Linked DNA regions of Gossypium hirsutum: region 1 is linked to region 2. A link is a contact called in public Hi-C data. All regions are on one chromosome and are shown on one strand. Each heading gives the region's core, a stretch centred on a gene start, on an enhancer-like site or on the middle of the called end of the contact. The rest is flanking DNA. Distances are from core to core; before and after follow the strand shown.

What was found. Hi-C and Micro-C count contacts between places; a contact is called where the count stands out from the background.
Region 1: a contact with region 2 is called in a Hi-C map of leaf, with 1.4 times the contacts expected there. The contact joins the promoter of LOC107927035 here to the promoter of LOC107927147 in region 2. A contact is called at or near these places in 2 of 34 Hi-C or Micro-C datasets (both in leaf).

Annotation. Positions count from the first base shown.
Region 1 is chrD03:49,870,352-49,875,709 of Gossypium_hirsutum_v2.1, reverse strand. LOC107927035 reads right to left here and starts at 2,834. Exons shown (of 13, transcript XM_016858002.2): 1 at 2,503-2,834; 2 at 1,908-2,085; 3 at 1,739-1,801; 4 at 1,498-1,603; 5 at 1,220-1,324; 6 at 1,056-1,132; 7 at 846-960; 8 at 186-258. The coding sequence starts at 2,579.
Region 2 is chrD03:49,732,481-49,738,084 of Gossypium_hirsutum_v2.1, reverse strand. LOC107927147 (4-coumarate--CoA ligase-like 7) reads left to right here and starts at 3,736. Exons shown (of 7, transcript XM_041090398.1): 1 at 3,736-4,042; 2 at 4,457-5,604. The coding sequence starts at 5,369. LOC107927154 (4-coumarate--CoA ligase-like 7) reads left to right here. Exons shown (of 6, transcript XM_016858164.2): 6 at 1-409. The coding sequence ends at 109.

The sequences.
Region 1 (5,358 bases), core at 1,585-4,084, 140 kb before region 2:
AAAATTTTGTTAATCTCAAAACACTTGGGAAATATGCGGCAGCCATTCAACATTTCTATATTACATGTTGGGCATTAATTACCACTAACAGTCGCATTCATCTTATAGACAAACCCAAAGAACCTAGGCAGCTTCAAATGAAAGTATTCACACACTTTTGATATTAGAACCCCACTGTCACGTACCTTACTTGACAATAAACAGCAGTAAATTTGATCCAGGTTATGATATTTTGAGGTGGCCCTTTACAACCAGAACCTAAGCACCAAATTTTATGTGAGAAAGATATGAAATCAAACAGTCCGTTATTATTGATTAAAAAGGAAGAAAGGAACAGGCCACAACTCGGGTGAGGCATTGACCTCAAGTGTGTTAACTATAGATCTAAACAATTGAATTCAATATATTGAACAAGGGAAGAAAAGAAATCACAATACATAGTGTATGCGAAGTCAGATGACCAGAGTTCAAAAATTGAGTCATTGAATGTAAGATCAGGAAAGAAGGCAAAAATACATGTAAAAGAAAAGGATGGCAGGCAAACAAACAATGTGTATTAGGTATTAGCAGTAAAGCTTTATACCATGTATAATCAACTGTACCAACTGGATCTTGTCCTTAAGAAACTAACAGAAGAATTAGATTTGAGAAAACAATACGTAATCTGAAAAAGTAATAGTTCATAATGGTTAAACTATAAAAGCAAACTTTCTGCCAACAACATCAATAATCCTAACTTGATGTGTAGAAGATGCGTGATCATGGCCTATAGAAGATCGAGGATGAATCAATTTAAGTGCTAAACGAAATGGACTAGAAGCGGGAAAAGAGACTGAAGAGCTTACTATTTTCAGCGGATATATTGGATGAAAAATTGAAAAGAAACCCATATGTTTCAAGGGCACTCTTTAATTCAGGATAGCTGGGGTACCAGTCAATTTCAATGGGTTGCATGCCAACCTGGATAAGATTTTCAAATAACCAATTCATAAGAAATACTCATTTTACGTACATCAAAATTTATTTTCAGCTATTGCAGATAAACATCTGTTCACCTGAATTTTTGATGAAAGAATGGCACACCAAAACTCACAAGCAGACGACCTCAACTCCTCTTTTGATGAATATAGCACTGACAGAAGCAATAGATAAGCACAAAATAAGCATCCACTGGCCATTAAAGGAAGAAGCTAGGGCCAAAGGTAATGGATATACTCACTTAAGAAAAAGGTCCATGTAGCTAGTGATTTTTCTACACAGCCACATTTAAATATCAATTTTAAGAGCCATCCATTTTTCAATAACCCTTCAAGGAAAGTGCACCCTAAAAGAATGCATGAAAGAGGTCAGTGATACATGCAAGAATGTTTCTTCTCACCGAACAAAATGCATATTATGGAAACTAGAATTGATGCAATCTGCAATCCAAAACTAAATGGAGAAATATATTTACCAAAAAAAAGGATATGAGAAAGCAAGTACAAAAAAGTGAAGGACCTTTCTCTTTAGTAAGCCCCACCAGAGAGTTGAGCTCATTATTCATGAAAGACTGCAAAATTGACCAATTTCCAAGCTCAGGAAAAGATAGAGGTGGTATAGTCTTCTGTAAATTGAACAAAGAAACCAAAAATAAAGAATTTTCAGTCACTTGAAATATCAAGTTTTGTGAAAGAAGTTCTTCCACTAGTTGGAAAGCACAATGTCAAGCATGATAAACTAATGTTATTTACGAGAAAACCTGCTCCCCGAAGACACATAAGCCCCATTCAGACATCTCTTCTACGCTATGAATTGCTTTCATCTATAAAAGAAAAATACATTTACTTTCAGTCAACTTAAAATGAAACAAACACAGAATGCATCACAAAATGAGAGCAATGAGAAAAAGAAAAAGGTTGTTTTTATGCCTGTTTTTGGCAATCATCGAGAAGACTTGCAAGCATAGCTTCTTTGCAATTCTTATCCTCATCATCAGACACATAACATTTCCGAGCTTTTGCCTGTTTCCTGGCTTCATTCTCAATAAGTTTGCTTTGTTCCTTGTAGTGTTCAGTCAAAAGCTCATCCAGTCCCATAAGGTTTTTCCTAAAAACCATTTTTACAGTACACGTTACTACAAAGAATCAAATAGAACTGCATGATTAATATAAAAAAAAAAGAACATAGTAAGCAGCTCAAATTCATTGGAAATGCTCAAAGCAATTCTCCTTTGGCAAAAATGGGAAAGCAAAAGCATAATAAAGTAAATAGGTTCTAAAATCTTATTAAATTCATAAAAAAATATTAACAAAGCTATTATCTTTAAGGAAGCGAACCATGTTCAAACTGATGGGTTCTCAATCAACCTCATTAACTTAAAATCCAAACCGAAAAAGAAAAAAAAACCCTAGCAACCCAAACCGGTAAATTGTATCAAAACATGAAACAAAAGAAAGATTAAGAATATAATAGAGAAATTTATTGAAAGAGAATAATTTAAAAATATGGGTAACAGGTGAAAACCTTTTGCTGGGAACAACAGGGTTAATAAGAAGAGAATCTTCTACTTCAAAATCAAGTGGTTCATCAATGTCCATCATCTCCGATTGTCTGTAGCTAAGGAAAAGAAGAAGAAGAAGAAGAAGCAAACCCTAAGAGGGAAAAGCTTCGTTTAACTGTTACTCTTTTCCAATTTATTTCAATTAGCGCCAAAACCAGAAACAAGTTTAGCAGTGAGCGATTTTAAAGATGTAAATGGCTTTCATCAAAGGGTTTAGCAGTTACTGCTGGACCAAAATTTTCAGGGTTTTTGGGTCAAAACGACAAAGAGTCCATAAAACAGAGCCCCCCCCCCCTTCTTTGCTTTGAAGTCCATTAGAAGAAGGACTCATGTCTACTTTGCTAAAATTTCAAATTTAGTCTATGTAATTTATTTTTATTTATAATTTAGTTTTTATTTTAATAATATTATTAATTAGCCCAAAATATTACTGTAATTAATTATTTTCGTTAAAGTGATCATATGAAATTTTTTAAAATAACACTGTTAAGTATTTGATTAACATGTAATTTTTTTATTAGATCGAGTTAATTGAATGATATTTTTTTAAAACACTTTTAAGCATTTGTTGACATATTATTATTTTTTAAAGACATGTCTTCACATTTTGGAGTAAATAATAATAAAATAAGTTAATCAAATTATGTCAAATTAAAATATAAAGATTAAATCTCAAAAATTAATAAAATTAAAAGGACCAAAACTATAATTTGATCTATTAGTCAGTAAAACTTAGTTTCTAGTTTTTAAATATTAGGGAGTAAGCCGATTGAGTCTTAACTCGATCGGTATGAGCATGTTGTTAATACAGGAAGACGGGGGTTTGAGCGTGCTGAAACGCGTTATTCTCCTATTTATGAATTAAAGAGGGGCTATAGGTAAATTTAGGCATTATGCCAAAAAAGATTTATTACTTGAATACAACAATGATGGGTAACACAGCAATTAAAAATTGTTACATGTTATTTTACCAATTTTTAAAATTTTCCCCAAATTAACATTATAGTTTACTTTCTTATATAATTTTAAATTTATATATTATTTAAAAATTAAGAGAAATTATCATTATCAATGGGTAATACAACAATTAAAAATACGTTATTTGAAAATTAATTTAAATTTAAACACATAAAAGCTCATGCAACATACGTGATAGCTTATAGGCAATGTTGTGGGGGTGGTCGTTGAACAAAAAAAAAAGTTATGAGATGTTCGGGAGAGTTTGCGGTTGGCCAAGGACTTAAGGGTAGCACGACTGATTAACGAGTTGGATGCGTTATGGGTAGTGCAACTGCTGTCTTGGTCTTGCGAAAATTTACGAAAGTGAACATATGTTGAGTACTATATGTTGGAGATTGTTTAGCATTTATACAAAAGGGATGGAAGGTGGAGGTTCGCCGCATTCTTCGGGAAGGCTACCGATGTGCTTACCACATCGCTTTGTCTCATGAAGGTATGGATGGCCTCGTCCGCTTGCATAGTTCGCCGACTAGCCTTCTACCTTTGCTGCATGTTGATGCCCGCGAGCATGGGAGAGCTAGATTTTAATTTTCTGTACCAAAAACAATGTATAATTTATCAAAAAAAATTAAAGTATAAAAATTTAAAATTAATATAATAAAATAAAAATATGATGCAAAATCTAAATGTACTAAGGTTTATAGCTTAATTAAAATTAATGTGGATACTAAAATTTGAGTTTGAAATCAACAAGTGGTTGGGTGCAATGGTAAAGCACATTCCACTCCCAATGGGAGAATATATGTTCGAATCTTGAAGATAATATAGTTGGGAGTAGCAGCCATGAATCCCGAATAGGAGTTGTAACTTATTTGAGTTTTAAAGTTTAGGGTTATTTTAGTTAGGTTATATTATTTTAGGGTTTAAATTGTTATATTTTTTAAGGTCATTTTGGGTTTTCTCACTCAAGTTTAGTACTTAAAGTCTAGTCATTTTGATTAAGTTGAGATCACTTCGATTTTTAGTTGGAAATATTAAATTATTAATGTACAAGCTCATTTTGCCCGGTGCCCATTACAAATAAAACACACTTAAAAACCTACCCAATAACCAACCCAAACAACCCATTACAACAAAGCCCAACTACCCAATACCTCAGCCCAAAACCCAAAACAAGAAAAAACCCCAGCAGAAAACAAAGAACCCTAGGCGCCATACCTAGGGTCTTCTGACCCTCAGTCTTTTACGCCACCGTCATGTCCAGCGCCGCACCTACCCTTTGCCCACCTGCTCCAGCAACCCTGCAAAATAGAGGAGAACACGCAAGCAGCAAAAATAATAGGAAAAAAATAGAAACAGATTGGCTATAAAAGCCAGACACTACTTCTGTATTTTTCTCTTCTTTTACAACTAGTTAATAAAAAAAAAAGCAGATCCAAAAGCTTAAAAAAAAAGGTTAACCCAGTGCTTCTTTTCTTTTTTTTCTCTGTTCTTGTGTTTTTTATTTATTTTATTGTTTTTTTTATTTTTTGTTTATTTTCTACGACCCTTCTTAACAAAAACAAAACAAAAGGGAAAAGGGAAGATACCTTCGCTTCAAAGGCCGGCGTCGGAGCCTATCTTCGCCGTCACCAGAGTCGAACAAGGAGAGAGATCTTTTCCTTTTTCTCTCAGTCCCACGGTTGAGAAGGCCTAGCCTTTAGGGACGCCGTGAAGAAAGGGCTGAAAAGCCGTTTCGCTCGACTCTGGCCACCGGCCATGGAGGCGACACGGCGGAGGCCAGGATCTAAGGGTCGAATGTTTTGAGGGAGAAGGAGAGAAAAAGTTTTGAAAGTTTTAAAAATTTTATTGTAAAAATG
Region 2 (5,604 bases), core at 2,487-4,986:
ACCTTTCAAAAGGTTAAGGAAGGTCACATTCATAAGCAGTGTCCCAAAGTCGGTATCAGGGAAAATCCTGAGGAGAGAACTTATAGCCAAAGTAAGATCCAAAATGTGAAATTCTATAATTCTGTTTTAGGCACATAGCATGAATACAAACTAGCGGTTAAGTTAAAGCTGTCTTTGTCTAAATTTGTAACTATATTATTGGGGTAAAATTACAACGAACAACAGATTATTGGGTCAATAAATGTTTCAGTTCCTCGAAAACATAAATTGTGTTGTAAACCATTGTTTTGTGCATTTTATGTATGTATATGGAAGATGAACAACATTGCTGAGACACTTGGTGCAGATTACTGCAATTTCAAAGTAAACTCTTTAGTTAATGGCAAAAACATTTGTGTCGTGACTTCAACTCCAGTTCAATCTCTTTTTCTCATTCTTGTATCAACTAGATGTTTGAAACAAGCTCAACTCAAATATTAGATCTCTAATGGTATATACTTATCAACTTTTTTCCAAAAAGCATAAAAACAAAGTAAAAACTAAATTTAAACATGAAATCTAATAATTTGTAAATACTCGAGACTAAATTCTTTAAATGTTTAAAGAGATTAATTCTACATATATGAATAGAACAAATCAGCGTTAGATCTTTTGTCGCCTTACCTATGGAAAAGCTGATTTATTTACTTGATAGGGCAGAGGCATGCGGTGCACTCAGCTTTTGGGTGTTTCAACTCCTTTTTTAATTAGAGGTGTTAGTTGGATTTGAGTCGGATTTAAATATGATATTAATATATTTTATGTTTGTTTAAGTTTGACCCGACTTGAAATTTAGGTTTAAAATTTTACTCAAAACTGCTCATATTTGCAAAAAATTAATCTAAGCTCATTTTAAGTCCATTTATATTATTTTTAATTTTAAAAAATGTATTTATATTATTTTATTTTAATATTTAATAATTTTATTCATTTTTTATTTATTAAAAATTTTTATATAGTCATCTTTACATTATTTTAATGTTTACATTAGAGTATTATTATATATTTACTATAAGTTTGTTTTTTTTAATGTGTTTTAAGTTTCATAATATATAAAAATAACATAATATAAATATTATAAACTTAAAATAGGTCAAGTTTAAATCTTGAATGTTTAAGCCCGAGCCTGACTATATTTTAAATAAATTTATTTTTTTATCCAAACTTATTTTTTATACTTAACATTTTTATTCAAACCTTCCTAACTTTTCAATCTAAACATAAGGCAACTCATCAACGGGCAGAGCAAATATATTGGGCACCGCAGCCCTTGCCGACAGCAAAAGCATTGGGTTATAGAGTCTAGAAGTGAAAATACCTAAACACCCTTATTCATTATTTCATCCACCCATGACCCAACTAGCGGCACTTTACTCTTTTCTTCTGGTCTGGGGACACAAAAATACTTTCCTACAATTTCTTCATTCAAAGCATCATTTTACTTCTTCTTCGTTCTGCTTATAATTTGCGGCTTGGCTTCTCTTTTCCGTGATTTGGAGCTTTGCATCCGATTTTCTTTGTAGAAGTTAAACAAGTGTCAATTTTGCTGTGCGCTCGAAAACAAAAATCATAACAAAATTTTCTTAAGTTATGCCGAAATAATTTTGAATGAATAGAAACACACAGTAGAATTCTCGTAAATTTTTTATCCAGGAAATATATTTAAAGTACAGTGTCGTGGTAAGTTTATGTTAAACTTGTGCTTGATGATGAACAGGGACTTCCCTTGGTCGAGGATTGTAACGATTTAAACTATGTGTAAGGTTGCCCCTTTTTCTTAGTTGAAGACAAAATTACATCGAATTTTTGCTCAAGTCTACTATACTTGCTCACGAGTACTCGAAATTTGAGAGACTTTAGCTAAAAATATTAAATTTAAAAATAAGTTTAGATAAAAATATTAAGTTTATTTAAAATATAGATCAAGTTCGGTCTTATATATTCAAGGCTTGACCCGACCTATTTTAAGTTTATAATATTTTATATTATATTAATTTTATATATTATGTAATTTAGATACAATACTAAACACCAACTGTTTTTTTCTATAATATTTTTCAAATATATTATTTTACCCAAATGTAACTTTTGAATATACACAGTAAGAGCAATGCAAAATTGACTCTTAAGCTATTGAATTTTTGTTTTTTTTTTCTTTTATTAATTTAAGTTTAAATGTTAAGAAAGAAAATTTATGGTAAAAGTGAGTTAGTTAAATTGTTTTTTTTTTACTTAGAATATGAGAAATTAAATTTTATTGGTTAATGTCGAAACCGTTTTTTGAAAACAAAAAATTTTGTTGTCGACTTTAAAGATAAAACTAGAGTCGCCACCGATCCTTCATTAAGGTGTGATCGGCTCACCTTAAAAATTATTTTGGTCTATGAATTTTGAGAAACGAGTTTGGAAGTCGGTTACGCACGAGGAAGGGTTAGCACCCTCGTAACACCCAAAATTGGTACCAAATTGATTATTTAATGTCTTAATGTTAAGGGCTGAAATATATTTTTAAAAACAACTCAAATGATGAAATCTAAAAAAGATAATCAATTGTTCAAGTCATGTAAAGAAATCGAGTCCCAATACGTTAGGGTACAATTTCTTAAAATCCCCGAACTTTGAATATCATTTTTATTTTATGCGAAAATCTTTATTTTGAGAAAGCAATATATCATGCCCAATACATTAGGACACAACAAGTTAAGTTCCCGAAAATGATTTTTATGCTCATACATTTTGGATAAAGAATATTCTCGGTTATTTAAGATTAACCAAGAAAATCGAAACCCAATACGTTAGGACTCAATTTTCTCGAAAATCTCAAACTTTGAATATTGCTTTTATTCAAAAAAAAACTTTGAATCAAGGGAAAATGATTTTGATATATTGACGAAACCAAAATATATTTCTCAAAGGATATGTTAAAAGGTTAATGTACAATATAAAACAAATACTTCACTTTAAAATATACATGTATGAGTATTTACAAAATATATAAATTTAAGCACAACATACAAGTAAATTTGAAAATATGTGTGTGCATATATTTAACACACATATACAAGTATACATATAAAAAGAAGGAATGAAAAATATCCCGATAAAAAAAACTAATAAAAATGCATGTATATGTATTTGAAAATCGTGAAAATAAAAAAAAAGGTATGTATATGTGTATATATTTACAAAATAAAAAATATATAAGTGTATGTATTGGTAAATCATGAAAATATGTATATGTATATTAAAATACTTATATATGTACAATATGTATACAAGTAACGGAATATATATAGAATAATGAAAATGTTTCAGGAAAAAAAATGTAAATCTATATACTATAAAAATGAATGTATATTTTAAATTATAATATATAGGAAATATATGTATATTTTAAAATGTACATGTATATTTATATATATACATTTGAAAAAAAAAATATGAAGAATAATATATAAAATATATATGGAAATATGCGTGAAATCATATTTACAAAAGTAGAAAAGAAACTAAAATATAAAAGCATATCTATATTATAAAAAATATGTTTGTATGTACAAAAATATATGTATGTATTTATAAAAGTTTTTAAAAAATGTATATATACTATATATGAGTATAAATATAGAAATAATAAGTGATAATAAATAATATAATAATATGATAAAAGTAAAAAAATTAAAAAAACCGAATTGCAAAAAAAAAACACAAAATAATCAATAAATGAAATTAAAATAAAACGAAGGACTAATCTGCCACACGCGCATTACATGGGGGCCAAAATGGAAATAATCCCTCTCCCCAAACGGTGCGTTTAAAACATGATTTAAAACAAAAAAAAATTGTTTTACCAATCCTATTTTGCAGCAGTAAGAAGGAAAAAATAAAAAACAAGAACCCTCTGCTAGGGTTTTTCTTTACCCCTTTTGCGCCGCCGTTCGCCTGCACCAACGCTCCGATCGTGAACGGAGATGGCAACACTCCGGCGTGTTCGACGAAAGAGGTAAGATCCCTTTTCTCTTTTCTTTATATATTAAGCAAAAATAAATAAAAAAGAGAAACTATATAAAAAGAATCAAATATATATATGTATAAATGAAAAATAAAAGATTGATAATCCACAATGAAGTAAAACAGAGAGAGAAAAAAGAAAAGAAAACCTTTGTATTTCAAAAAAGAAAATTTCCTATTTGTGTTTGTATTTCTTTCGGTCTCTCTTTTCGTAAAAAAAAATCTTCCCCCTATTTTCGTCCCTTTTTTACAGATTTTTCACGGCTTTAAATAGCCGAAATGGAAAAGAAAAAACAAAATTAAAAGAAATCTATTCTGTTTTTTTTGTTGGCATATTGTTGCCCAATTTTTGCTATTCTGTTTTGTTCCCTTTTCTTTGCTGTATTGTTTGTGTTTGTTGCTGGAGGTACTGCTGGAGGTGCGGCGTGCAAGGCGTGGCGCGCGTGGAGGCGCAACTCGCGCGAATGGTGGCTACTGTTGCGGCACCAGTTTGCTGCGGCGCTGAGGCAGAGAAGCTAGGGGTTTTTTTTTTTGGTTTTAGGCTGATATGGGCTTGGGTAAATTGGAGGGTATTGGGCTGGGGTTAATTTTATTGGGCCTGGGCACATTTGGGCTTATACAGTTTAATTGAAGAGAAAATTAATTATTTTTTGTCAAAAATGTTATTAATTTGTACTATTAAAAACTAATATATCTCATAAAATAATCAGATGGTGAGAGGTGGCGTGCCATGCGAATTTCATGATGAGGACTCGTTTTTAATAATATAAATAATAAAAAATTTAACAAAAAAATAAATTTATTTTTAATCTATTATATAAAAATTTATTTATTTTTAAATAAAAAAAGTAAAATATAATTAATTTAACTCTGAACTCCATATTAGACAATATTGGACTTTTTCAATAAAGTTACAAATCATCTTTTTCTTTTCTTCCAAACTTTTAGCATGAAAAAGGTTGTAAAAGAAGGGGAAAAAAATATTTAGTATACTCAAAAGTATTAATAAATCCAGCCTTTTGATCCTCATTTGAGTCAGATGCATAACGAAATCAAGCTCTGAAAATATCCACATGATTTTCCGTAGGTTGAAAACATGAAATTATTGCCTAATTTTGTCCACGTGTCCTACATTGGTCATTTCTCATTAGTGTTGTTTCTCGTCAACTTGTCCCCACGTACCGATGCTTCTTCAACCAAATGATCTTCCATACAGTGTTAGTCCTTACTCTGTTTTGTTATTAATCCATTCCAAGCTTCCAGCTTTTCATTATCTAAAAAAATCACGAAAGGATCAAAGCTCAAAGATCAGGTTTTGATGGAGAAATCTGGGTATGGAAGGGATGGGATTTACAGGTCTTTAAGGCCACCGGTAGATTTTCCCAAGGAACCAAATCTTTCAATGGTTTCGTTTCTGTTGAGGAATGTGTCTTGTTACCCTTACAAACCAGCGCTCATCGATGCAGATTCTGGGGAAACCCTCACTTTCTCTCAGTTGAAATCCACTGTCATCAAGCTCTCCCATGGATTTCTAAAACTGGGTATCAACAAAAG